4 separate regions of the Mus musculus genome follow, and all the other regions are linked to region 4. A link is a contact called in public Hi-C and HiChIP or PLAC-seq data. All regions are on one chromosome and are shown on one strand. Each heading gives the region's core, a stretch centred on a gene start, on an enhancer-like site or on the middle of the called end of the contact. The rest is flanking DNA. Distances are from core to core; before and after follow the strand shown. Region 1 has its middle 16 kb from the start of Rmdn2. Region 2 has its middle 72 kb from the start of Atl2. Region 3 has its middle 46 kb from the start of Rmdn2. Region 4 holds the start of Qpct (glutaminyl-peptide cyclotransferase (glutaminyl cyclase)).

Region 1 (5,129 bases), core at 355-2,854, 550 kb after region 4:
TCACTGATCACCTGGACAGGACAGAGAGGTTTTTTTAAAGTTGTTTGTTACAGAGAACCTAAACATAGTCCACAATATACACAGAGGAATAGCAACAGGTAACCACAACATACCAGTGAGAGAGTACAATATGGTAGCTTCTTGCTTCCGTCTCACTGGACTGGGGAGCACGGAGAGGAAAAGAAAAAGGATAACACTGAAGTGGCTGCTTAAGGGTTCTTTGGAAAGTCAGTTCTATGGTTATTGTTAGGGCAAACACGTGAAGGAATGTTTAGCTGAAGCAGATGTAGGAGAAAAGATGTTCTGTTAAAACAAACTTATGAAAGAACATGTGATGGAAGATTCCTTGTTAACAATACACACACACGTATGTATGTATGTATGTATGTATGTATGTATGTATGTATATTGTTAACAGCAGACATCATAGTCTTCCTCAGAGTTCTGAGGTACTGTGGTAAGCACATGGTAGGTGTTTGATGGCAATCACAGGTCATTAGATTTGAAACAAACTTGTTTAAGTCATGTGCATCACTCTTCATCCCTATACTCCATGAAGGTCCCAGGAATCACATTATCCAATATAAAATTTTTCATAAAAAAAAATCAGAGCGTGTCATACGAATGATATTCTGTAGGATGGGTATGGGTTTCCAACTCTTTCTCACCAGCATAAGAAAATGCCTGACTAAAAACAGTTTAAGATGGGGAGGATTTGTATGGCCCATCGTTTCACTGGTTTGCTCAGTTCTTGGCTTTGTTGATTCCGGGTATATGGTAAGACAGAATATCATGGTTGCAGGGCTGTGTGTAGAATCTTCTTCACTTGATGGTGGACTAGAGGCAGACACAGGGAGAGAGTGCCCCAAGATGGCACGTCCCTGAGAACCACGCTACATCCTATCTGCTAAGATGTCCACTACCCTAGAAAGTGTGCCACCAGCTGAGTGCCAAGCATGCAAACCATGAGTATTTGGGAGACATTCAAACCATAACACTGTGACTCTAAATGTGAGGATGACTTAAAATAAGAGATTAAAATAAACTTCAGCAGTTATGTTACCTCGTCTCCTTTTAAGCTGCTAGGATGTGTTTTATTGATATTGGCAATGATCAACATTTTAAGCCAGGTAGTCCGTGCCTTGTACAATGGCTTCCCTAGACATCAGAATTTGTTCAGCCACATGCTTGACCTCTAGTTGCTCATATTAGTAGACCTCTTCTGTTATGATAAATATATATACCTCTAGAAATTGTGAAATGTTCTTAGGGGCAAGAGGAAAAATTGCCACTGGGTTAAGAATCACACTTAAGGTTTATTAAAGCTTCAATCATAGTCGGGGATAATAAAAAACAATTTCTACTACTACATGGGATTTTGTTTTGCTTTGTTAGTTTACTCAACAACTAATTACTCCACAAATACTACACACAATATTCAGTATACATGTGGAGAACACACTGAGGAGACAGAGGGCTTGTTCTCAGGAGCTTCCCTTATACGGGGAGCCAAATGAAAGAGACAAGTATGCAGCGGATCACCAGCAGAGGAGGAAGTCCAGGGACAGGAAGATAAGAGGGAGGTAAGAGCAGACTGGACACATCTGTCACAGAGTCCAGCCTTCAGTGAGTCAGAGGACTACCATGGGCAAAAAGAAAAGAGGTTCCAGATCTCTCTTGGCAAGTTGGTGGAAGATTTCATAGTATTTTCATATGGTGGATTTTAATAATCTCAATGCATCAAGTGTGTTCCTTTTTCTTCCTATACAATTGATACATTTATCTTAGTCATTGTCATAAAGTTCTAAACAATGTTGTGAAAGAAAAGAAAATCAATATTCTATTTCTATGATGTCAAAAGATGCCCCGTCATTCTGAAGTCCGATATGATGTTAAAGAAAAATTTTAGTTTTCAGGAAAAGAATAATTTATGCCAAGTTAAGTTCTAGCTCTCGGGCAGGGAAGAGCAAACACAGGCATTGAGGTCAGGGTTCACAACAGCACAGTGTGTGATTTGTCTGGAATGCTCTGCAGGCAGGAATTTCCTTGTCATCCCTAGAGGTAGCAAAGCATGAGGCAGGGGACATGCCTATGTTGTGACACTAATTAAACATAAATCATTGAGAGGCTTAATCTCAGCTCAACTTAACTTCCCCCCACCCACCTCATTTTTTTTTCTTCTCAGTTCATTAAACTTGAAATAATACACAATTAGTCTTCTGACACCTACCACAAGATAAATTAATCCTCAGACAGCTGAGTTAAGCACGACGTGAAAAGTTAAATAAAAGGGAGTGTCCCCGAGGATCAGGGCGAGATATTTCACATCTTAAAGTCCAGACAACTGTTCAGAGAGTTATAGGCTCTGGCTTCACTTCTCTGCACATTTTTTTTTTCTTTTCTGGTCTGAGCCATAAGCTGTCTCAGGGAGGAAAAATTTTAACAGTTGGATTTTTGGATGGGGAAAGCAATAATATAACGTTTGAGAATTCTATCTTTTTTTTAATTAATCCATTGCATGTTTAGTTGAGTGCTATGTGACATTTCAACACATCCTGTGATGATCTCATAAGGGTAATTTGCATACTCATCAATGTGTGACTTGTTTTTGAGTCACTGTGACTATCCTGGGATTACTGTGGCTGTGATGAAACACCATGACCAAAGGCAACTTAGGGAGGAGAGGGTTCACTTTGCTCACACTTCTATATAACAGCTCACCATCAAAAGAATTAAGGAAAGAAATTCATAGACAGAAGGAACCTGGAGGCAGGAGTTGATGCAGAGGCCATGGAGGGGTGCATGGCTTGCTCAGCTTGTTTTCTTATAGAACTCAGGACCACCAGCCCAGGGATGGCACCACCCACAGTGGGTGGGGCTCTCCCTACTATTCATTAATTTTTTAAAAATGCCTTACAGCCAGATCTTTTTAAAAATTAATATTTTATTTATTTACATTTCAAATGTTATTCCCTTTCCTGGTCATTCCCTCTGCAAAACCCCTATCCTATCCCCCTTAACCTGGCTCTATGAGGATGCCCCCCACCCACCTACCCACTTTCACCTCACTGCCCTAGCATTCCTCTACACTGGGGCATCGAGCCTTCACAGGAACAAGGGCCTCCCCTCCCATTGATGCCAGATAAGGCCCCTTCAGCTCCTTCAGTCCTTCCCCTAACTCCTCCACTGGGGTCCCTGTGCTCAAGCCTGATGGTTGGCTGCTTGCATCCGCATCTGTGTTGGTCAGGATCTGGCAGAGCCTCTCAGGAGACAGCTGTATCAGTAATAGTGTCTGGATTTGGTGTCTGCATTGGAATAGATGCCCAGATGGGGCAGTCTCTGTTACAGCCAAATCTATGGAGGTATTTTCTCCACTGAGATTCCCTCCTTGCTGATGACTCTAGATTGAGTCAGGCTGATGCCAAACTAGCCAGTATAGTGACCAAATATCTCATAGTAAGATGTTCTGGAAGGAAAGTTTTTTTCTGGCTCATGGTTTCACAGGGATTTCAGTCCTTCACGGCAGGCAAGGCAAGCAGAGTTCATGACAGTGGGAGTATATGGTGGACACCAGCTCACGTGGCATGAGCCAGGAAGCTGGGGGAGCAAGGAAGGGCCAGGAGCTGAGTCATCAAAGGCCTCTCCTTCTCGGCCAGCTATGCCCCACTTCTCAAAGGCTCTGCGGCATCCTAACAGCTACCAGCCAGGAACATAGGCTTGAGGGAATAACTTTAAATTCAAACTATAACAATCATTTCGAATATTTGTACCTTAATGATTTTTTCCTTTAAATAGTGTTTTAAAATAAAAACAGACTGTCAAGAAAAAAAAACCTGTTCGTTCACATTAAAATGAAATTTGTAGTAGCTTTATTTGTGACTCAAAAAAGTAGAAATAAATAAAGAAACAAAATCTATTGTATCTACAGCAAAAAAAAAGAAGTACTAAGAAACTAATATATGCTGTGAGAAAGATTAACCTTGAAATTTTTGTTAGATGAGGAAAGCCAGACACAATAAAAATTTTCCCTAAATAGATGATATAACGTTTTATGGTTAATTTTTTATTCATTTGGGATTCTTAGGGGCTATAAACAGGCAATAGGTTTTCTAATAAAGTTAATCAATTAGACCATCACTGTCTCCTGACTGTTTCTCCTTGGTTACTAAATGCTGTGTGTACCTGGGTCTCTATTGGGGTTTTGTCTCTGTCATTAATTAATTCTGTGATTCCCCACACTGGCACTGTGCTGTTAGAGTATTTTATAGTAAAATTGAATAACCAGGAGAGGTAATTGATCTTACTGTCATTATTCAGACTTTTCCCGATTTCTCATGAATGTTTATTCTTCTACTTGAATATTAAAATCAAGTCTCAAAAAAGACCTGATTTGGGTAGAAATCTTGTGAATTCGTGTATGCAAACACAGTATCTCTTAAATAGTAACTCTTTGAGTGCAAGAACACAGTGCGACTTTTCATTTAGTCCAGCCTCTTTTTTTATGCCTGTGAGTGGGGTTTTTTATCTTTTTTTTTTTTTCATGTAGATCTTGAACATTTCTAACATGGTAATGAGACACTATGGTGCAATGTTTACAAGCAAGGGCTCTGGAGCCAGATTGTTCAAATATCACCTCCAGTATTGTCTGGCCACGTACATGACTGCACAAACTGCATCTCTCTAAATACTTGAGTTGTTAGTCTCCAAAATGGAGATGGTGGCTAGGGGACATGTCTCAGTCGGCAGAGTACTTGCTTGTCACATGCAAGACTCTGGGTTCAAACCCCAATTTCATTTTAATTATTTAAAATGTAAGTGGCATAATTTACATTACAGGATTGCTATGAGGATTAACCAGGCTGCCTGTGGAGATTCTAAAAGATTATTTATGGAATTGCTTTTTAAAGTGCTTAGTTCAAGCCAGGCATGGTGTAACACTGCACCCTGCACTTGGGAAGCTAGAGCAAAAGAGTCTTGGGTTCAAGGTCATTCTGAGCTACATAGTGAGGCCATCTCAAACAAACAAACAACCAAGACGAGGAAAGGAAGAGGAGGAGACCAGATCACTATAACCAATGTGATCATGACAACAAACAAAGTACCTTATAGCCATAACCAAAGGCTAGCCA
Region 2 (5,995 bases), core at 3,183-5,682, 770 kb after region 4:
TGATATGCAAGATAGCTGGTACGTGATCTCAAAGGTTGAGAGCCACTGTTAAGGAATAGCAATGTTACACAGCCCCTCAAAATACAGCAGAGGGGAAACATGAGTCTTTATTTGAAATATAAATTCTCAGATTAATCATGATAACCACAGGCTCCATAAATCTAACTTTCTTTCAAAAAGAAAACCTTGCTGTGTGTGTTGTATTTCCTCAAAGAATCTGTTTACATCTGGGGCTGTTTGAAATTCTCAAAGCTTCATTCTTCCAAGGCAAGGAAATTGAAAGTGAAAGTTTCTGAGTTTATCCTGTTTCTTAGATTCATTTCTACCTCTATCACAGCTAGCAACATCCATGCCATTGTCCAAACAGCCAGACACAGTTACCAGAGCTTTCTTAGGGCACATAGGGGAGGTGGATTCCATAACTCCAGAGGGATCTGGGCCATTTCTAGTTTGTGTTTTGCTTTGTTGTGTTTAAAGCAGAGGTCAGTAGACACTAATGCTGTGTTGCTTCTCTAAATGCTCTGCATTTGCCAAAGGCACACAGGTCCCACAAAGTGGACAATGTTGGGAGAAACATGCGTAAGAGCTTTTTCCAAAGCTAAATTCTAATATGTGGGAGATAAAATGCAGCTATGTAGGCCAGAGCAACTTCCCCAGATGTTAATCTTGCCAGGGTTTTCCCCCACACAGGGCATGGGTCCCTTCTTCAGGAAACCTGACAGTAAAGACCCCAAACCTCCCTAAAACCATCCCTGGACAGCAGGGTTCTCTCTTGTCTCTTTGCCTTCCTATTTTGTGTGGGGGGCAAAGGTTGGTCTTATACCATTCAAAACTTCATTTTTAAAGCACTCAGCCATTTCATCTTCTGCCTGCCTTCCTCATTGACCATGTGGGTGGGTCTCTGCAGTTTTCCATCATTGACATTACTATTTCCCTTGTAACTGGAAAGTTACAAACATCACAATTTCAGTCCCCAAGAAGCAAATGTGTGACCCAGGCTGTTCTTCCTCCCTCCCATTCTAGCTGTCCATCTCTTTATCCACATTTGCTTTAATTGATCTAGTTTTACATCATACCTTGGGTTCCTTTGGAGCCAGTGTCAATACATTTTTTCTAAGTTTCTGTCTAAGTTTTCGATCATAACTTCGTCTCCCAGCACCCATCCTTTGTAAATATCTAAATTCTCTCCACTTTAACATGTTCCTCCTATGGGAGGAAAAAAAAATCTCCGAAGCAAGCTATCTTACCCTATGCTAGATTCTGAAATTAGCACTTCTTACTTCTTATCTTATATTGAACGCAAACATAAAAGACCCTTTCTTTGCAGTGTGTGCAATTTGAAATCATCACTCTGGGTGACACATGAAGAACCATATAGCTAGAGAGATTAAACGGATGCTGTAGTGCCACCTACACAATAAAGCAGAGTTAAGCCTTAGACTCAGGCCAAACCCTGAGACTGCTTAGAATGTAAATTGTATAGTGTATAACACTACTGTTGTTATGCTATAATTGAGTGTTGAAGTATGGCCAGAAGACAGTGTCCAGGACTGAATAAAATTCCAGAGGCAAAGCAATTAAAGATTGAGCTTGACACACTGTTACAAGTAGTTTTCACAAGACCCTGAATTGATTCTAAGTGGGTCTATCTGAAAAAACAGGACAGACTTCTTAAGTAATGAAAACGTAAGACTTCAGAGTCTGGGTAAACACAACTCTAGAAGAGTTTCCATGTGTTTATATAAAAGGCTGAATACATGGGAGAGAATGGGTGGGCACAAGGTTTGGTTGTACAGGTCTGTGAGGAGCAGGTGTGGCAGCAGTCCCAAGATGGCACCTGGGACTGCAGCCAAGTCTTATGACTTGCACCTGACTTCCTCATACACCTGAAAATAAGCCGCATCCATCATGAGAACTGCGCAGGTGCACCATTATGCAAGATCGGACCATATGACGAGTGATGATTCTGGCCAATGGACTGCTGTTACGTGGGCTGGGCTGATGGGGCGTGGTTGAGGGGTTATATAAGGGATTGCGATGGGGGGGGGTGTTGTTGTTGTTTTTTCCTGGAGAAATTGATTTCTGGAGAGAGATTCATGCATGATATTGAAAGGTTCCTAAATAAACTGCTTTGAGAAGAACGTAGTGTTGTCGCCCTTTTCTGCTGGACGGAATAGGAGGCAGACTGATCATCATTCTGGCCCAACCCCTTGGGTGTCAACGAAGATCACCCTGTGATTATCTCCAACCTCACGTGTTCTGGAAAACACGGGCTAGACAGTTTGGGACTTCTTAAGCCAGAATCATAATCTGAGTTCACTGAGAATCTTCACACATGCTCTCTTCACCAAGGGTTTAGTGCAGAAAAGCATCCATCATTTGGAGTAGCAGTGTAAATGCATATGTCTGCCCCTTCGAGACTGCCCATGCAACATATGAATATTTCTGAAATATTTCACAAGTGTCCCTTCTCTCCCCACAAATCTGTATTCAATTCCAATGCAAAGCCAACCAGAATAACTGAGGAGCTTGGCCAGTGAGTCTCAAATTTACACAACAAGCAAAGACTTCAAAATAAGGTAACTCCTAGAAAGAAAGACAATCAAGGCATATATAAAATTGGCATAATGAAAGTGGCTGTTGTATGGGCAGAGACATAGATAAAGAACGAGATGGGGTAGATTCATGTGAGGACATCAGAGAACCATTGTGATGACTTCCAAAGCAAGAATTCCCCAAGAAATGCTGCAGAGCCATTAGTCACTATATGGACGAAGTCTATGACAAAATTAACCCTGCTTTACACCACACAGGAAATTCAAATCCTTTCCCCTTAACTCTTAGCACTTAGGTATAAGAGGCAAAATGATAACACTATTTAAGATTATCTAGAAGAACCTCAAGACAATAAAAGGTCCTTTTTTTGATAAAAGGTTCTTAAAGAGACACAAGTGCTAATCACTGGGGAAGGGGCTATGCTCAAATCAAGAGTTATTTTTTTAAAGGATTTATTTATTTTAATATTATGTGTTTGCTTGCATATGTGTATGTGCACCAATTACACGGCTTGCAAATGCAGTGGTCAGAAGAGGGCAGCAAAACTGGGGTTACAGTTGACTATGAATAGCCAGGTGAGTGCTGGGTAAGAGCAGCAAATGCTTTTAACAACTGAGATACATCTCTACCCCTGAGAATCTCATTTAACAATAGACCCGATGTGTGTGTGTGTGTGTGGGGTGGGGGGTGATCAGGAAAAACACGAGCCAGAAGATATTTACACTATATGTAAGACCTATAACCTGCTTATGGAAGTTACTTTTTGAAAAATCTCTTCTAAGTCCAACAAATAAGTTATGAAGTACAAAGCCAAACTATCCAAAAGAGAAATATGGAGGGAAGACACCTCAAAGGGCTCACAAAGCAGGAAACGTGAATTGTTGTCTATGCACAAGTAATATTCAGGCTAATTAGCAATCAGATACTAGTTAAGACACCAATGAATACCATTTTCACCCACTGGTTTGGCAAAAATCACAAAGTATGATATCATCAAGGGCTTGGCATGTTCGTGAGTGGACTGGAATTTTCAGACTGTGTTAGTGGGAGTTTAAATACAACCAGAAGAAGTGAGTTGAATATTCATATATTTGTTGCCTAGCAATCCTACCCTGGAGACACTCTTTTGTATGTGCACAAGATTTCTGTAAGTCTATTCTGCTAGGAGAAGCTCATGTTAAATTATTTTAATACCAAGGATTGGCAATAAATAAAGTTTAGAAGGCTGCTGTCTGGGAGGTGACTAAGGAGATTAAGCCATCAGCTGAAATGATCATGTTGGTGGTATGCTGGAGGGAAGGCTCACAGGGGCTACCATTGCTCCTGAACGCCATCACTTAACTGTGTGACTCTCACATTTTTACATATATCCAATATGACATGATAATTTAAATAAAGCAGGAGACCAAGTGGCCAGTGTCTTCAGAGAGCACAGAAATATTCCAATTACCCATCTATACTCTTTGCTAATTAAGTGGCTAAGGAAATTCAGACTGTAATTTCCTGGCAGAGCCAGATGACAAACCCAGATTTTCCAACATTGTTTCCGGATACCAAAACTCGAGGCTGTGCCCTTTGCCCAAGTACATAACAAAAAGAAGTTTCCATTCTTTCTCATCTTTGTGTCTCCAAGAGCTGGCATGGCACCTAACAGATTGCTAGACCCCCATTGAATATTATTGTGGCATTCCTGTTGGCTTGATCACAAGATCTCTCTGTGGCTTACAGAGAAAAAAAAAGTATTTCTGTTTCCTGGCTCAGTGTCCTCAAACAAAACAAAGCTTTCCCGGAGGCCAAGCAGAAACCACAAGCAGAGGTGTCATTAGTGAGCGCTGCCAGAAGTCACATGTGTGGGCATCCCAGAGGAGAGATCTGTGAGAAGAAGCAGTGGAAAGACCTGGGCACTGGACTACACTTGACAGCTGGTCCCAGCAGGCCAGCCTGGCGTGACTGGCTTCCCTGGTGCAGATGCAAGGAAGAGAGCCAACCCCTGTGAATGTGTCTTTGTTGCCTCCCAGCAAAGGAGTGTCCAGAATCGGTGGTTCAGCTGTGGAAAGAGCAGAGGATGCCGTTTCTCTGCATAATAGGCTTGCATGGCTCTCAATGTGATGCCAAGTCTCTGGCAACATCACAGCTTCACCTCAGTTGACAATGTCCTGAACCTGAGGTTTCCCAGGCATCTGTTGCTCAAACTGGAGGTTCTGTTGGATCCTGTGGGCACCAGCTGTGGTATGCGTCAGTTGGTTGGACCACATTGAGTGCCAGCTGTGGTACAAGGTTCCACCTCTCCTTTCACGGTGGGCAGGTGCCCGGTACACAGGGTTGTAGAAGACAGGGAGAAATCCTGAAGAGGGTGGGTTCGCGCAATCTGCCTCTTTCCTCCAGGCGTCAGACACCACTGACCACCAGGCCAGGAGGGGGGTAAAGTCTGGGACAAGAGGGATCCCAGACCAGTTGGGACTGGGATGGAGGTGGGGACCCTGGGAGTGGGATAGTGGGGGTGGGGCTGGAAGGAAGGGGAACCTCCTTCGAGAATCTTCGTTACGATGGCTTCTTTAAGTGAAGGCTTTCTCCGATGATCTTTAATGAAGCAGCTCTCAATAGCATGTAGAGGCATTCCAGTTGCTGGGTACGCTGCCTGTGACAACCTGGTTGAGGGTCTCTGGGGTACATACTCCAAGGCAGGCATAGAGACAGGGAGAGAATTAACCCACTCCTTCCGGTCTCAAGTTTGAGATATCCCAGGTTCGAGCATGCTCCATCTCACCAGTTCAGTGCCAATTCCTTGCGGTCCGTGAGCCCCACAAGCTAGGGCATCAGTGGTGGGAATCAGCGGCTGCCTCCCTGACATGTCCTTTCCCGAAGAGGCTCTGAATACTTAACCCTGGAGCTCTCATCCTCCAGGTTTGGGGTGTCACTTGTATTTTCTTTATTATCCCCAACTCGTAATTCATCAAATGGTCTACCTCCCTCAATAGCTGTTGCTCTGTTTTGTGTGACTACAAGGTAATGAGGGAAGAGTGGGTGGGCTGAAGCTGCAATAGCACATCTGCTGGCTGGGAGCCCCCTTGACCCTTGATGCCATTCATCGTGACCACCATCCTTGACTGCACACAGATCCTTCTGTCCTATGAAGAAGCATCGCTCTCCTGCAGGCTGTGTGGAGAGCCAGAAGCTTGCTTCTGCCAGGCTAGGCAGGCTCTGCATGGAAGTCCATGGATGGATAGAGCATTGCCCACCATCGTGGGAGCTTCACCATGGTTCCCTACAACCCTGAAAGACAAACAACACCTCTCACCGTCGCTCCCTCTGCTGGGCCATTGGAGCATAGACTAACAGGAGATCAGAAGCCATTGTTTCTTAGGTGTGTAAAGTCCCATACATAGGCTGTGCGTATCCTTGTGGGGAGTTTGTATGTTGATCTGGTTTTTTTTTTTTT
Region 3 (5,127 bases), core at 2,141-4,640, 520 kb after region 4:
CCACATGGTTGCATATCCTGCATAGCATATATTTATGTTACAATTCATAACAGCAGCAAAAAATACAATTATGAAGTAGCAACAAAGATAATTTTACAGTTGGGGGTCACTATAGTATGAGGAACTGTATTAAAGGATCATTGCATTAAGAAGGTCGAGAACCACTGATCTAAGCAAAAAGCTGGCAAAGCAACATTCAATAACAAGGAAATCTAGGTCCCTTAACTCCTGACCAAGTAATGGAACATGTAACAGGTCCTACCTGGTGAGATCTGAGAAGCTAAGACTGGCCCTGGGATGCTGGGGTGTGTGGGGGGGGAAAGGGGGAGGTAAAGATTACAAGACTTAACTCTGAATAGGAAATAGTGGAGAACTACAGTCATTAGCTATGCCTTTCCTGAAAGCCCACAGAGAGCTTTAAGATGCTTTGTGGCGTCTGTTATGGTTTAATATGAACTATTCTCTAGAGAAGATTCCACCCCTGGCTAGTGGGTGCTGTTGTGGGACGTTATGGAAACGTTGGTTGTTGGACCTTGCTGGCAGCGGGCATTTACTAGAGGCAAGCCTGGAAGGTTATTTTAAGTGTTACAGCTCTGTGGGGAAAAGCTTTTCTGGTAGAGGTGACAAGGCTCTAAAGCAAAAGCTTCTATGGAGATGTTATAGCTCTAGTGGGGTGGAGGGGGTGGGGGGTGGGCGGGCTTTCTGATGAAGGTGTCATAGCTCTAAGAGGAAGGAGAAGGTAATAGTTCTAAAGGGAAGGTTTCTCTGATGGAAACATTACAGCTCAGAGAAGGAAGGTACCCTGGCATCTTGGAGCCAAGAAATATCCACCAAGTCACACCACACAACAAACCTCACAGACGAGATTTATTGGGAAAGACACGAGGTGGCTACCTCTGCTGGGCTGTGGGCAGATAGATGCAGCAGGGAATGGGGCAGGAGTCAGGTTTATATAGGGCTTGACGGGGAGGAGTTCCCCGGGGTAGAGATTTGCAGAGTGAGAACTAGTGAGGTTTCAAGTCCTGTACTCGGAGCAAGACCAGGGATTGGTGGGATTTCACAATGAGGGGAATTAGCGCGTTTTTGTGCTCTGAGATTGGTTGGTTTTCGTGCTCATGGATTAGAGGACTTTTATGCTGAGGGATTGGTGGAGTTCTGTTAAGAATTTTCAAGAGGAAATGGGTTAAGACCTTATACCCTACAATTATATCTGGTTCTGGTTCTGGTCTGCGATGCACTTTCCATCCAGCTGTACGGTGAGTGGGTCCACCATAATTCTCTGCCATGATGGACTGAAATCATGCGCTGAAATAAGTCTTTCCTTCCTTAAGTTGCTTCTGTCAGACATTTTGTCACAGTGACTAGAAAAGTAACCAATACAGGATCTGTTCCACCAATGACATATAATATTTTAAGCTACAATGTTACAATTAATTGATCCTTGCAATTGTCATGTAAATTGGTCAAGAGATAAGCAGTTCTGTCTACAGATGAGAGACCCCTGTCATGAAACACTGAGTGACTTACCCAAAGTTCAGGTCACGTATTTGTTTTGTTCTTATTTTACACACTGCATCCTTGTATGCCATCTGGAAGACTCCAGAGCCCATGGGTGAGTGCTTTCGTTTTATTTTCTGGTTTGTTCTTGACAACTAAATTCAGTTGTGATAATATCCATTTTTTTCCTAAAGTTATGGTACAGAAATAAATTGCTTGTGTTGGTAATGAAATTTTACTTTTACTCTTGATAATGAGAACTTGTACCCACTTCTCAACCTTCCCAATGTTGTGACCCTCTTCTATAGCTCCTCAGATTGTGGTGACACTCAACCAAAAAAAATTTTTTGTTGGTATTTCATAACTGTAATTTTGTTACTGTTATAAATCATAATGTACATTTTTTGGAGATAAAGGTTTGCCAAGGAGATTGCAACCCACAGATTGAGAGCCGCTGATCATACTATGGTTTCTCCTAGCATCTCAAATAAACTATGCATAACTCACATAAATGTCCAGCTCAATTATGTGCTTAATTTTAACCTCTCATTGGAATAAAAATATTTACTTTTATACCATTTGTGTGTGTGTGTGTGTGTGTGTTTTGTTCTGATGGTTTTTTTAATGGCTAAAAAAGAAGAGATTGGTATATACAGGGAAATGTTTGTATCTTTTGACAATCAGCAGTGCCATCTACTGTCAAGTACTAAAATTAGGAAGTAGCAACTTGTCATTGAATATCTGGGTTTAGGAAGGGAAAAGCAATTTCATGATCTGGGACTTATTAATAAATATAGATTCTTAGTCATGGTTTTATTTTGTATTATATCCTTAAGCAACCTGTATAGTCATATAGTCATATAGTCATTCGTAATTATGTAATGTTGCAGACCTCCACCTTTGGAAGCAGTATTAATTAAAATAAAAATAAACTCAGGGAACAGCTCAATAGCTACACATTTTCTCTTAGGCACAGCCTTCACATCTGTAAGACTTGAACAATTATACTTAGGAAGTGGTTTTGCTAACTAAACAATGGGTAAAATTTACTTCCAAAGCAAGCATAACAAAAACTTCTAGAGTAATATGGTGTCTGCTTGGGAGGATGGTAGATGCCAGACTATGCCAGGAGCCTTCTTCTCAGCCATCTGAGAGATGGATAGTCTCTAAGATGGCAGGTGCCAATGCCAGGATGATGTAGCTAAGCTAAGGCTGGGAGTAGGTCCAGTTATTCACCTGGTTCCACAGTTATTCTCATCTCATACGTTACATCACAAAACAGGACTCAGAATACCCACCTCATAAATCCCAGGGCATGCTCACCTCAGGTCCTCCAACGAAGACTTGCTTTTTACATGTTAGTATGAATTCTGACCTTTGTACTTGGATAAGTGAACCATATTGCAGATTTGGTCTAAGTTTGCTTACTTGTGTTATTAAAAGAATAAGTCCGGGAATCCTCTAAAATAGTTCATCAAGGCAGAGAAGAGAGGCAGGGGCCAGAGGCAGCTGGTGACATTGCATCTTCAGCCAGGAAACACAGACAGCTGGACATTGGTCCTCATGTCCTGTTCTCCGTCATATTCATTCAGAGCCAGGCCCATGGGAGGATGGTGCCCTCAGTTAGAGCCGGTCTTCCCACTTCAATTAACCTAGTCCAGAAGCTCCCTCGTAGGCACAGGCAGACTTTTAGTATCATGTGATTCTAAGTCCCATCAAATGGACAATGGAGATTTGTGATCACAGGGTAGACAGGTGTGAGACTTTCTTCATCATAAAGGGTCATGGCTGACACTTCTGTACCAACAGCAAACAGGCTTAAAGAAAGGAAGCACCAAATGTCTATTTAATAAAATATGGGGGGTGGAAGCTTTGATAATGAAACTCAAGGACTCAGGAAAAAATGTTTTTTCTTCCTCCTCCTCTTCCTCTTTCCCCACTTCCTCTTTCTCCTCCTACTCCTCCTGCTCCCCTCCCCCTCCTTTTCCTTCCCCCTCTTCTTCTCTGCTCCTCTTCCTTCTCCTCCTCCTTTTCTTCTTCTTCTTTGCTTCCTCCAGGTATTGGAGTCAGTTGTGTGTAAATCTGATTGGAGAACAGAATATAATCTGACACCAGTAGACTGATATCAAGTAGGCAGCCAGCAAAAAAGGTCTGTCCTGATCCTTCTTGGCCTAGCATGAAGCACCCTTTCCTCTTGGGTAATCAGAGTCTGCAAGGAAGAGGAGAAAGAAAATTACCTTTCCAGATGTTATGACTTGCTTTAGAGGACAACAACCCCAATTCCTGTGACTTGATTTAGGCGAGAGGATTTGGAGACAGTAGAGCAGGAGAGAGTCATAGAGACTGTCCCTCTAAGTCTAAGGCCTCCTAGTGTCCTTCAGTAGTTTATAATCCTCATCATGCCAAAACACCATAACGAGAGGCACTGCTTTCTCAGCCCTAACACTCCTACGTGCCAGGTAGAAAGTGTTCTAGGTATGAATGGTAAAACAAAGAAAAAGAGAGAAAAGCCCACCACTGTGGCTTTTGGAGTCAGTGAGGGTACCCAAGTGGTAGCAAGGAATCTACCAAATAAGCTAATAAGAACTGCCATAGAAAAACAGCAAAGCTTAGATACCAAGAAGGACAGGCTCAGAATAATCTCTGTGGACCAATGAGCAAGGAGCTGATGACATGAGGGGGGCATGTTCTGGCAAGAATTCTCTCAGAAAGAGGGAGAAAGCATCAGGGTGCCCCATCACAGAGGTACATTTGGCTCAACAAACACCAAGAGGCAGTCCTTTCATTGTGAGTTGTCATATCTGAGAGTTTGTTTGTTTGTTTCCTTTAGGGTGCTCCATGATCCTACAACTTAAGGTACATGTAAGTGCTGGCCATGTCTGTGCATATAGACATACAGACATGATAGACAAACAGTCTGGTTTTACAGTGTGCCTCAGAACATGTAAAGAAAAGTAGCCAAAATAAAGTTGTCTGTGGCAAGGCCATTTCTATATTTATGACAATATGATTTATATTGTTTGAAAATATAACTGGATTTCCAGGCTGAACTGCAGGACCCTACTTAATATCTAAAGAGATGGACTGTGGGCATTTGTAACAGAATACACTGACAAACCAGTATATAGCATGAAGTTCTAAATTCCATTTTTGCTCAGACATTCTATTGCTCTAGGATATATTAAAGAGCAAAGGGAAAATACATTACCTGTATTAGGAGTTGAATGAGCCTTTGTGGGTTGACCTGGAGACCCAACACATACTTATAATATTCTCTCTGTAGGGAAAAAAATGAGTTCTGGGTTTGAAATGCTACACTTACAGACCATTTAGAAACCAAAGACTTCCTGTGGTGTCTCTGGTGGGAAAGGGCAGAGAGGGATTAAAGAGCAAAGTCCAGACCCTCTGAAGCTAGAGTATTAGTCGGGAAAGACTGATCATGACAGACAACCGAGACAGAGAGTCTTGGGAGAGCATTGCAACCTGAGCAGCCACTGCTATCCAAACATGTAGCAGGCAAAGCCCAGTTTGTGGAGTGCACTGTGGAACTTCTGTGGAAGTCAGCTGACAAAGATCTGTGAAGAAAGAGCCCCTCAAGTCCCAGGGTACTTTTCTCTTTCTAGGGTATAT
Region 4 (5,794 bases), core at 690-3,189:
GCAGAAGTTGTGTTCCACTCGCTAGAGGTCTTAGGATCCCGTGTGGAATCCTGTGTGGGCCCTTGCTGGTGTCGGGCGCCTCCCCTGGCAAGGTACCCCGGGGCTCGAGTGGAGCGGAAGGGACTTGTGCCCCAGGTTAGGTCCGGGTAGTCTGCTTCCCTAATTACCACAGTCTCAGGTTCCGCGTGATTGGATTGGGGCAGGCGCTGTGTTCCACTCACCAGAGGTCTTAGGATCCCATGGGGAATCCTGTGTGAGGCCCAGATAATATTTAAACTGCCACTCAAACCCCAGACCTGAATAGTTATAGCAAAGAGATACTTTCATTCTGTTTTCCCTTGCAGCTCCAGACGGGGGCAGGACAGTGTGTGTGTTTCCAGCTCTTATTAAAACACCTAGTAGCCAAGCCTAGGAAGGGGTGTGTGTGTGTCTGTGTGTGTGTCTCTGTGTGCCTCTGTGTGTGTGTGTGTGTGTGTGTGTGTGTGTTTGTGTTTCTGAAAGATTTCAAAACCCTTAACTTTGGTCTTTAGAAAATAATTCTGTGTGTCTTTGTCTTTGTTCTGATTTTTCTAGGAATTCCGTGTAGCTGGGAGCTGACTTGGGGCAGAAGAAACTCATATCCTCACTGTGGAAGAAGAAACCACTTTCACAATTTAGGCCAGAAACCTATGAACTAAATATACCCTTTCCCCGGTTTTTCTTTTCTGCAGTGCTGAGAATTGAAACCGAGGTTTAAAGTACCCTACCACTGAACTACCCTGTCAGCTCTGATTGCCCCCCACCCCCCACTTCTCCTGCAGTCCTGAGGACTATACACATGTGCTTTACATGAGACCCAGATCTAGTCAGCTTATTTGCTTGTTTTTATTTGTAAGATGGGATTATCTAGATAATAATGATTTATGATGCAAAAAAAAACCCCACAAAACTCCAAAAACCAAAAAACCTAGCCCCTAGGGTTGCCTGCAGGAGATGGTTTTTAGTATTACCCTCTCCATATCATAATCCAAGGACATGCACTGTATCCCTTATATAGAAATGCCATAAATTTACATATAAAATGAACATCTTCCCATAGACTTTAAATCATTCCTAATTTGCTTATAATGTTTGATGACATGCAATAAGTATTACATTCTTTAAAGAATATGGTGTGTGGGTGTGGATGTTCGTGTACAGCACTGATACAAACCCCGTTGCTTTTGATTTGTGGTTGGTTGACTGCCCAGTGAAAAGGCTGGTGGAAGAAGAGGACTCCCTAAAATTTTACTTGGGCTTTTCCTTTTAGAGACAGTCATAAGAAATAATTACTTTTGGGACAACTGTAATATTTTAAATCTCACATATTTCAGTAATTATTTCAACCTTACCTGTCAGTTTGGGCATACAGTGGGCTGTCTCTTAAAGGAAAGATAACTATTTTCGAGAAAAGGGACACAAGATAAAAATGGTAGCTTCTAGAGTGGCGGTTCTCAACCTGCGGATCTAACAACCCTCTCGCAGGGGTCACAGATCAGATAGATAGCCTGCATATCAGATAGTCACATTACAATTCATAGCAGTAGTAAAAACTGCAATTATGAAGTAGCAACGAAAATAATTGTATGGTTGAGGATCACCACAACATGAGGAATTGTATTAAAGGGTCTGAGCATTAGGGAGGCTGAGAACCACTGTTCTAGAGCGAACACTTTTCCCAGAACCTTCCAGTCCAGCGCCCCCTTCCTCTAGGTCTCAGACCACCTAGAACCTGGGACGGTGCCTTGTACAGAGCATTGCACAAATATTGATTTTGTCTGAGTGTCATGGTGAATAGGTGCAGAAAACCACTTATAGCCCCCAGGGCCTGGTAAACTCTTTTCGTATCTATGGACTACAGGAAGGCTTTTCCTTGTCCTTCCTTCCTTCCTTCCTTCCTTCCTTCCTTCCTTCCTTCCTTCCTTCCTTCCTTCCTTCCTTCCTTCCTTCCTTCCTTCCTTCTTTCCTCCCTCTCTCTCCCTCCCTCCCTCCCTTCCTTTTTTCCCTCCATCCTTTCTAAAATAAGGAAGTGTTTTCTTTGTCCCTTGGATTCCAAAGCTCCTGTCACCCAGGGAAGCTCAGTCCCCTGGCTTCCAGGCTTCTGGGAGAGGACTGCTGGTTTGTGCTTGCGCTGCACAGCGGGAGGCCACAGGAGGCGACTGGGAGGCAGACACAATCAATCCAGGGGTGGAGAAGGGAGAAGGCAGGGCGACCGGCGCGCGTTCCCGGGCTCGTGACCGCTGGCGGCCCCGGGAATCCACGCCCACACACTCTTGCAGAGATGGCAGGCAGCGAAGACAAGCTCGTCGTGGGCACTCTCCACCTGCTGCTACTGCAGGCGACCGTCCTGTCTCTGACAGCTGGGAATCTGAGTCTGGTCTCCGCTGCCTGGACGCAGGAGAAGGTGAGGGGCCACTGCTGCGTTCTGAACTTGAGTGGCGTTGGAGGGTGCCAGGACCTGGGACTCGGCCACCTTCTCTTGGACTAGCGGGAGGCGGGTCAGGGATGCTGTCCCCCTGCTCAGGCACCAAGTCCTCACCCAACTCCTGGGAACCAGTGCTCTCTCTCCCAAGTCTGGGCGCCAGGGCTGGTCTCGGGGCTGCGCTAGTGTCGCCTGGGGGCTGAGTGATGTCACCCGCCTCCCTTTGGCTGCGCTCTGATGGGGGGTGGTGGTGCTGCTGATAGGCACAGGAAGTATGTCTCGCTGGCTGTGCAAGAACAGGGACATGGGGGCGCCACTGCCCAATCGCGACCCGCGAGCTCCGCGCTCCCCGCGCTTGCTCCTGGATGCCTAGACCGCGCGTCTAGGGGTGTCCCCATGGATGCCCAACTACAGCATTCAAGGATGCTACATGGGGATTGAGTTTCCTGGTGGACTCAGCGCCAGCATATTGTTAAATATTTAAAAGAGACGCACGCTGTTTTCAGATAAATGAATTCAGTTGTGGAAATCTCATTTAAGGAATTCAGAATAAAAATGATTTGCCAAGTCGCTTTGTGTGAAGAAAATAGATTCACAATTACTTCCTTTTCTTGTGCAACAGTTTTGAAATCATGAAATTGCTACGAGCTGTGCAAACGATGACGGTTTGGGAATAAAATGGCATGTCTTTAAAGAAACTAGGAAAAGCATCAGTCTAGGGATAGAACCTTGCGCGCGACATTACTAAACAAGTACTTTAAGTGCTTTTAGCGTTTCTGCACGTCCAACATGCTCATTCCCAGCTAGTTTCATGCACTAGTGTATGAATGGCCCACTTCAGGTGAGCTCAAGCATAGCCAACTTCTTTTCAGGACTCACAACAGATCCCCATTTACACGGGGAGTCTGGAGTGGGTGTGGGAAGTCAACACCGTACAACTTCAGTCTCTCCAGAATGAGTCAAACGGCTTCCCCCAGAGGCTGGGAAGTACTTCTCAAGCCGTTGAGTAGAATCCTCTCCTGCACTGCTTTGGGGTACCTGGGAGGTCAAGCACCGAGAAGGGACTTTAAAACCAGAGTGTCGCACAAGGCCAAATGTGTCTTTAAAACGTATTTTAATGGATGAGAAATATTGTCAGGGGCTGAGCTCCACTCGGGGTCTGTCTGTGGGCAGGTGTAGCAGCCAGGGTTGTTTCTAGGTGGGAGAACATCCTGTGATTCTTTTTCTTTAAGAGAAAATTTCCTTTTTATTGATTCGTCTCTCATATATTAATCCCTACTGCAATTTCCCCTCCCTCTGCTCCCCTCTTTCCTTCTGGATTCACTCTCTCCTCCACCTCTCCTCAGAAAAGAGCAGGCCTCCTAGGGATGTTAACCAAACAGGACGTTACAACCTACATTAGGACCAGGCACACATTCTCACATCAAGGCTGGATGAGGCAACCCAGTAATGGGAAGAGGGTCCCAAAGTCAGGCAAAAGAATCGGAGACAGCTCCTGCTCCCACTGTTAGGAATCCCCCAAGAACACCAGGCTACATAACTGTAACATGTATGTGGAGGACCCAGGTCAGACTCCTACAGGCTCTCTGATCTCTGAACCCACTTGAGTTCTGGTCAGTTGATTCCGAGAGCCGTGTTCTTGTGGTATTCTCAAAATGTTTTAAACTAAATTCAGATTTAACTTTTGAGAAATGTCTTAAGAAGCTTCTAACAGTTGTTTTACTGGGAAAACAAACACTCTCAAATGGCAGGAGTGGATGACAGTCAGCCATGACGTCTCTCAGTTAATAGCTCCTCCTGCTTTCCTAGTTTTAAAGGTCTCCATAAAGTCTTCTGGGCAGCCAGCTACACTTTACAGCCTGGGAGATGAATCAGCCTATACTCAAATGTGCCTTCCTGCCTTTTATGACATTTGACTGTTTTAATCAGACAAGGCACAGTCTTGGTATACTGGTCTGCCAACAGGAGAAGTACGATAACGAGAGCATCAGTTCTGAAATCCATTGCCTTGTTTAGAAATAGAGGCGTGTCTCTTGGAGTAGCATCCGCTGTGTGAAAGCACATCGACCCTAGTTTATGGCTGTCGTTAGAACCACGCTTCAGTGATTCGAAGCCTAGAAACCATTCATAGAAACAAATGACTACACCTCCGACGGGGCCCACGTATGTGTGTATGCGGAAGGGTGTTGACACGAAGGTACCAGTTGTCAGATAGATAGAACCACGTCATGTGAATCTCACGGTACCGGGAAAGAGTGTGCTTATCGCCATTTATAAAGTGGAAATCAGGAACCCTGGTCTTCCCAGTTCTGCTTTATTTTCTCCTTTTTTAAAGGTAGATAAATGCTGGCTGGCTGAGGAAGAGTGTCTAGCTAGCCCAGGAGTGTGTGCGTGTGTGCGTGTGTGCGTGTGTGTGTGTGCGCGTGTGTGTGAATGTATGTGTGGGATCTATATGTTAGGGGGCATCATTTCTTCCCACACCCCCAGATTCCTAGTTCCTTGGCCTCTCTCTTCCAGTTTTCGAGTTATCATTATGCTGAAAGTTGATCTGTATCTGGTTACTGTCCCTGATCTATCTATCTATCTATCTATCTATCTATCTATCTATCTATCTATCTATCTATCTATTTATTTCTGGTTTAGTGGTATTTATTTATTTATTTCTGGTTTAGTGGTTTTGTTTTTTCTTTCCCTTTTAAATCTCATTAAATCAGCTCTCCTTTAGATGAGAACTGCTGGCTGTCGAGACGCTGCCTACATTTGAAAAGGAATGTTAGCTCCGCTGAGCTAAACAGTGCAGCTTCACTTGTCATGTTCTAGTTGTGAAGGTAGCATGTACTCACTCTAGAAAGGTTCAAAAACACAGAACAATGTATTCTAAAAAAAAAAAAGAAAAAAAAAAGGACACCACCTACAATCTCATTTTCCAGATAATTCCTTTTAATCTTTTTGGGTCTTCTTATTGCCAGCTCCCATGTACACACACACACACACACACACACACACACACACACACACGCACACACACAGATTTATAGAGATGAGTAATGATGATTGAATTTCAGCTTGTTATAGGGACTGAATGAGTTTGTAAAACAGCACAGTGTCTAGCTTACATTGAAGGCTCAATGCATGTTAATTATTGAAAAATAAGCATACATTAGTATTTTGCAGTCAGCACTGCACATGCAGTTTAATATGATTAATAGTGTCATGAATCGTACCATAAGCCGGTAAAATCCCCTGAAAACATAACTTGATGATTGCAAAACTATCATCAGTTGATGATTTATTTCTTCATCTTGAACATTGAGGTTGCTAGCAAATCTCTATCAATAAAGCTGAGACATAATG

Evidence for each region. Hi-C and Micro-C count contacts between places; a contact is called where the count stands out from the background. HiChIP or PLAC-seq counts read pairs in DNA pulled down with a chosen protein or histone mark.
Region 1: an H3K4me3 HiChIP or PLAC-seq map of neural tube shows a contact between it and region 4, with 5 times the contacts expected there. The contact joins the enhancer-like site here to the promoter of Qpct in region 4. A contact is called at or near these places in 7 of 39 promoter capture datasets (cranial neural crest, embryonic stem cells, frontonasal cranial neural crest and 4 more), 1 of 484 Hi-C or Micro-C datasets (bone marrow-derived macrophages), 8 of 115 datasets of contacts at active chromatin or transcription factors (embryonic basal ganglia, embryonic stem cells, hepatocytes and 1 more) and 4 of 9 other capture datasets (adipose tissue, embryonic stem cells, liver and 1 more).
Region 2: a FOXA1 HiChIP or PLAC-seq map of pancreatic cancer cells shows a contact between it and region 4. The contact joins the enhancer-like site here to the promoter of Qpct in region 4. A contact is called at or near these places in 1 of 39 promoter capture datasets (hippocampal neurons), 3 of 115 datasets of contacts at active chromatin or transcription factors (embryonic stem cells and pancreatic cancer cells) and 2 of 9 other capture datasets (embryonic stem cells and macrophages).
Region 3: a Hi-C map of bone marrow-derived macrophages shows a contact between it and region 4, with 13 read pairs. The contact joins the enhancer-like site here to the promoter of Qpct in region 4. A contact is called at or near these places in 10 of 39 promoter capture datasets (the HPC-7 cell line, cranial neural crest, embryonic stem cells and 7 more), 2 of 484 Hi-C or Micro-C datasets (bone marrow-derived macrophages and nephron progenitors), 12 of 115 datasets of contacts at active chromatin or transcription factors (embryonic basal ganglia, embryonic fibroblasts, embryonic stem cells and 1 more) and 4 of 9 other capture datasets (adipose tissue, embryonic stem cells, liver and 1 more).

Annotation. Positions count from the first base shown.
Region 1 is chr17:79,596,772-79,601,900 of GRCm38.p6, forward strand. It overlaps a transcript of Rmdn2 not described here. Among named protein-coding and RNA genes, the nearest start is that of Rmdn2, 16 kb to the right of the region's middle. Within about 2 kb of position 1,605, at least 66 of the 459 cell types and tissues checked have an H3K27ac peak or open chromatin away from gene starts, as enhancers often do. A contact at or near this core is called in adipose tissue, bone marrow-derived macrophages, hepatocytes and 3 more, where this site is marked.
Region 2 is chr17:79,820,974-79,826,968 of GRCm38.p6, forward strand. No RefSeq gene overlaps it. Among named protein-coding and RNA genes, the nearest start is that of Atl2, 72 kb to the right of the region's middle. Within about 2 kb of position 4,433, at least 74 of the 459 cell types and tissues checked have an H3K27ac peak or open chromatin away from gene starts, as enhancers often do. A contact at or near this core is called in pancreatic cancer cells, where this site is marked.
Region 3 is chr17:79,566,426-79,571,552 of GRCm38.p6, forward strand. No RefSeq gene overlaps it. Among named protein-coding and RNA genes, the nearest start is that of Rmdn2, 46 kb to the right of the region's middle. Within about 2 kb of position 3,391, at least 1 of the 459 cell types and tissues checked has an H3K27ac peak or open chromatin away from gene starts, as enhancers often do. A contact at or near this core is called in bone marrow-derived macrophages, where this site is marked.
Region 4 is chr17:79,049,967-79,055,760 of GRCm38.p6, forward strand. It overlaps Qpct (glutaminyl-peptide cyclotransferase (glutaminyl cyclase)), which reads left to right and starts at 1,940. Exons shown (of 7, transcript NM_027455.3): 1 at 1,940-2,422. The coding sequence starts at 2,300.